Linked DNA regions of Capsicum annuum: region 1 is linked to region 2. A link is a contact called in public Hi-C data. All regions are on one chromosome and are shown on one strand. The core of a region is the stretch at or near the end of the contact, and the rest is flanking DNA. Distances in the headings are between cores, read along the strand shown. Region 1 overlaps LOC107853074 (dihydrolipoyllysine-residue succinyltransferase component of 2-oxoglutarate dehydrogenase complex 1, mitochondrial). Region 2 overlaps LOC107853073 (VPS35 endosomal protein-sorting factor-like).

Evidence for each region. Hi-C and Micro-C count contacts between places; a contact is called where the count stands out from the background.
Region 1: a contact with region 2 is called in a Hi-C map of leaf, with 3 times the contacts expected there. The contact joins two enhancer-like sites. A contact is called at or near these places in 2 of 5 Hi-C or Micro-C datasets (leaf and placenta).

The regions. Positions count from the first base shown.
Region 1 is chr3:163,068,987-163,071,686 of UCD10Xv1.1, forward strand. It overlaps LOC107853074 (dihydrolipoyllysine-residue succinyltransferase component of 2-oxoglutarate dehydrogenase complex 1, mitochondrial), which reads right to left. Exons shown (of 15, transcript XM_016698090.2): 14 at 2,603-2,700; 15 at 2,009-2,519. The coding sequence ends at 2,328. Among protein-coding and RNA genes, the nearest start is that of LOC107853074, 8.7 kb to the right of the region's middle. Within about 2 kb of position 1,280, at least 4 of the 5 cell types and tissues checked have an H3K27ac peak or open chromatin away from gene starts, as enhancers often do. A contact at or near this core is called in leaf, where this site is marked.
Region 2 is chr3:162,913,625-162,916,324 of UCD10Xv1.1, forward strand. LOC107853073 (VPS35 endosomal protein-sorting factor-like) reads left to right here. Exons shown (of 24, transcript XM_047408423.1): 22 at 538-654; 23 at 744-800; 24 at 1,045-1,523. The coding sequence ends at 1,182. Among protein-coding and RNA genes, the nearest start is that of LOC107853073, 96 kb to the left of the region's middle. Within about 2 kb of position 1,332, at least 4 of the 5 cell types and tissues checked have an H3K27ac peak or open chromatin away from gene starts, as enhancers often do. A contact at or near this core is called in leaf, where this site is marked.

The DNA.
Region 1 (2,700 bases), core at 30-2,529, 160 kb after region 2:
GGTAGTCACAGTTGAGGAGAAGGGAGAAAGAGGGGTCCACTATGTTGCGCAAAGAGATTTTTTTTTCTTTGTGATATTTTGGATTTGAGATTTGGGGTAACGTATCGACCCTTTTAGAGAGAGAAAGGGAAATCAAGGATTTTTGTAATTATTTTAAGGGACTGAAATTGTAAGTAATAATGGTAATTAAGGTATGATATTATATAATTTATGCTCAATTTAGTGTTATATATCCGCACCATTAATAAAGGAACAATTTTAAACTTAAAATAATGTTAGGACCGAAGAACAAATTTGATCCAATAAATGAAAGGTGAACATTTTCAAGTCATCTTTAGCGTTAAGGATGTCTTGAACCTTGTCAATATATATCTTCGCCGCTTTAAAATGAGATTTTTTGTTAAATGGCTTTTTCAAGTCTTTTTTTAATTAAATAGATTATAAGTTTTTGTTTTATTTTAGAAAAATGACCTACTTTTGAAATTTTTAATTTATTTGTGATTTAAAAATTCTTTACAAGTTTTAAAAGTTATAAATTAGTCTACAAATCACCAACTTACAGAATTAAAACAAAACCCTTTCACCAAAGCTTTTACACATTTTACAAATTAGCCCAAAACCTGATTTTCGATGGACAGATCTATTATCGATACGATCGATATATGGACAGATCAATTATTGATCCAATCAATTACATACATATATATACAAACCTTTTTCTTTTTGAAAAATAAAATGAACTAAAATTAAAGGAGAGTAGAAAATTTACAAATTTGAGAGGAGATAGAACATTTAGGAATAAAATACTAGCTTCAAAAAGGAGAAAGTTGAAGAAACAATGAGTTTTTAGTAAGAATAGAGGAGAAAAAAGTTAGGAAAAAAGTAATTTGAAATTGAAAAATTGAAGAAACAATGAGTCTTTAGTAAGAATGGAGGAGAAAAAAGTTAGGGAGAGGGAAAAAAAGTAATTTAAAATTTAAAAATTGAAGAAACAAATTGAAAAAATGAATTAGCGTTTTATATTTTAAATATATTTGCAAATAAATCCCATAATTTTTAATGTGTTATTGTAGTTTAATTCTTTCTTAAAGTTATTTTTTTTATTTTGTTTTAAAATGAGAAAGTAGAATTAGGCTATTTTGCTAATTGAAAATTGAAAGGCTTATTAGCCAAATTTTCTCCTTTAAAAGCCAAATACGTCTCCGGCGAAAATTTGTCATCTTTATCCTTGCTCTCTAAGAGAAAAGATCGCACAGCTTTATATCAGTCCATGAAAACCCAACCTGCAAAAGATTCTGTCTGCACATCCTCCAATTCCTTCTCCATTGCAATCACCACAAATGACAAAGACACTCACAATTGCATCAAGCACAATACGTTTCACTTTTAAGATGCCTTGGTGATGAAATAATAAACACACAAAAATGATGTCCCCTGATCTCAAACTAAAATTCATAAAAATGACAATTATAGATAAAGAAAATGTATAGAAAAAGAGGCTTATGTAGTATGGCCCTTATTCCTTTTTACGCTAATTGCTCTGCTCCTTATTTCTTTTAGACCTCAACTCAGTTCATCCTAGGATGCAGAGAGAAGGAAAGATTAATGAACGTCCATTCAATGAAACCTCATTCTTTTTCTCTTTAATATAGGAGGGAGCAGCCCTTTCTAAGAATGGTTTGGGACCTATGAAGATTGTTCAAGAATACACGTTAAGGGTTGAGGTTATGCATTTAATCTCTAGTAATAGATCCATTGTTAAAATAGTCTCTGTCACTGTTCCAAAACATATTGTAGAGTTACAACAGTTGATGTATGCGTTCCACCAATGCTAGATATAGAGGCACATAATAAATCATGAATTGCCCTGTAACAAAACCAATAATTGTTGTATGGATGAATCTGAAACAAAGCAGAATTCCAATCAAGGCTACCAGTACAGTTCTAAGAAAGGGCATTTGCCTCAGATCAAGAAGACGGGTACCAAAGAAACTACGTAAGATGAAACTTAGTGCATAAAAACAGTTCAAACTGGTGAAATATATTCAAGCAATAAATTATCCCTCCTTGCTAATTGGGTGTCATGAAAAAGTAATGAGTTGTGGGAAAGGATTTATCAGGGAAAGAGATTAAATTGTTACATAGCTCTATTTGCATGTCTGAAGTATAGATGGTTGCAACTTGATTAAATAATCAGGGACGAGCAATGTCAAAGGCCTCAATAACTTTGACAAAATTTACTGTTTATTCTGGTTTTTAGCTTGCGCTAACACTCGGGTATACCACGAAAATCAAATGAAAAGTCAGAGATGGTTGTATATCTATCTTCAAACATCAAGGAGCAGGCGGTGTGGATCTTCTACCACATCTTTGATCCTTCTCAAAAAGTATACTGCCTCTCTTCCATCAATCAGCCTATGGTCATATGTCAGCGCAATGTACATCATTGGTCTTGAAACAATGTTGCCTCCAACAACCATTGGGCGATTTACTATTGAATGCATTCCCAAGATAGCGGACTACAAAGTCAAGCAGCAAACATCAATGGTGAGATAGCTCTACGGCAAATTTCAAACCTTGTAGACTCAATAAGGACAAGTACCTGAGGAGGATTAATGATGGGGGTACTTAGAAGACTTCCATACACACCACCATTGGATATTGTGAACGATCCTCCAGCCATTTCATCAATAGAGATGG
Region 2 (2,700 bases), core at 82-2,581:
AGGTACTGTTAGAGATATTGTCTCGCACCGGAGAATTATCATGTATTGTGTTCGACACCTATAAAAAAAGTGTCTTGAATACATCGTCATTTCTCTCTTATTTTTTATGACTCAGACAATTCTAAAATTTGGCTACCTACCCGACCACATCTTGAGTGGCCCTTACAATGGGTATGCGGCATGGTGCATGAATTCAACTTGATAAACAAAGAAGCGCCATTGACATTCAGTCATATTTGGCAATTCTACATGTGGCCATTTTATTTACTGGTTGGATGAGAAACTATAGATGTGGACATTTTGTTTACTGGAACGAGCTGCCGGTTATAAATATGCTTTTTCTTTTGAGAAAGGTCTGATTGGCGGTTATACTTGTTGTTGTGGGCATAACGACTTGCACTTTCTGGTACTCTATGTTAATAAATGGCGGATATACGAAAGATTGTCCTAAAAAGGGAACAACCTTCTACATAATTCTTTCTTTCACAAGTGTTATAGTGCATTTACCCTCTCAGTTTTGATTTGTCATGCATCCAGGTTAAAGGCAATGACTCTTTGTTCTATTGTGATCAACAATATCTGCAAGAGTTTCTTTCATTTCCTGTTGTTCTTCTTCAGTGCTTAATCGATACTATTTTACAAGAACCAATCCAGGTAACATCTTGTTTATCCTTTGCTCTTCCATGAAAGATACAAGAATAAGGGGACCATTATTAAGCTAAGTCTGCATAATGTCTTTGAAGGCTGCCGGAGCAAATCTTGCACTTGATGCTTGCAATGCTATTGCATCTTCTTTTGAAGTAAGAGTTCTTGTTTTTTTCTGAAATTTTGGACTGAAGGACCTCATGTTCTGATTGGCATCTAAACTGCACCTAATATCCAAGACATTCAAATTGGTATCAGTACCAAATATATACGAAATAAAAAAAAGCCTTTTTTCAAGTTTCTCGTATCTCTTACGGACAGACGTTAAAATGTTGGATTGTTTGATGCAAGTAAATAGTCAATGTTCCCTTGTTTAATCCTAGAATGCTTGCTAAGCAGGTATGTCAAGGAGCATCAGATATTTGCTCCAAGCTGGTCGAAACTGCCAAGTTGTCTTTGAGCTCTGATAACAAATATCTTCAATCTACAGTTGAGTTTCTCAAAAACCGTGGACTTATCCAAAGAGGAGAGTTGTAAAGAGAAGGAAAATAACGTGCTCTACAAAGTGGCGCATAGCTTGCTTTGTCACTATTAGTCTTTTTTTCTTCTTAAGTTAGCATCTATCATTTTTTTCCCTTCATCAAGTTGGCATCTATCATAATGTATACCAACTTAAGCTTTTCTGGTGTTCGAGAGTAAGTTTTTATGTCTGTAATCTCTTCATTTCAATTTCTACTTAGGTTTATTCGCTTCTGAGTATCGTGTATTCTAGAGTTTATGATTTATGCCTGCGTTGTCAATCAGTTTTAATTCTTTGGGAACCAATATTTATTTAGATTTACTATTCTAGAAAGAAAATTACTTCTTGCCAGATGCCCTCAAATTTTGCTTCCCTTGCCAACTGGAGTTGAATATCAACTCGGTAGCGTGTTCACTATCATCTAATCTAACGGAGGGCGGTAGGTAGTCAAATGAACAGAGATTGTGTTCATGAAAAATTAAAACTTCGAAAGGAAAACAAAAAAAGGCGGCAAAATGATGTGATAAACACCCATACTAGTATGTATGCTTTTATATTCTGAACCCTCCGACTCACTTCTTTGCCAACTGAATCCTTAAATTTTTTTCTCGATCAATTAATGTGTAATGCAATTGACTACACGTAGGATGACACGTCAATTTTAAATGACAAGAAATTATATATATAACATTTTTTTTCAAAAAAAAAAAAACGAAAGAAACCCCTGTTGGACAATAAAATTCTCGAGGCTGAAAAATAAATAATTCAAAACAAGAAAATATTGCAACAATCGATTTTACTGATTTCAATGCGTGTGTTACAATCTCTATGAATTCTCTGATTTGCCTTTTCAAATATAAATTCAAGGGCTTAAAGGTTGATTTTGAATTGAAACTTGATCTTGACTTGTGCTTGAATTCAAGAGCTTTTGAGCTTGTTTTTGAATATTGCGGTCTTGATCTTGAACTTTAATGAATTTGATTTGAATGTTTGAGCTTTTTAGAGAAATTGCGATGTTTGATCCACGAACTTTCTCTTGATACTTGTTAGAGTTCTGGGCCTTTTTTCTGAATTATGACACCCCTATTTATAGTTGTAGAAAAGGGAGAGTCATGATGAAGAGAACTTCCTTTGATCAATCAGATTTGATTTTATGGGCCTGCTGCATCATTTTGTCATGTGGCATGGTCCTATTGGCTCCTTCACTTGACTTAGCGTGCCACGTCATTTGACATGTGGTGCTTATTTGGGCCTATGACAATATCTTGGGGTTAGCAAAGTGGACTCCATATTTGTAGCCCAAATTACTGGACTAACCCAATAAATTTTGGGCTCATTTAAATCTATATCTATTTGAACTTAAATAATTAATTCAATTATATTAATCCGCAATATTTATTTGGGATTAATATATTTTGAATTTAATATAATTTGAATTTTGTACGGATTTAAATTTAATAAAATTTTGTTACATACAAAATACACCATACTTTAAGACTTGACGAGACATTTAATATTTTGGCGGCTAACCTTGA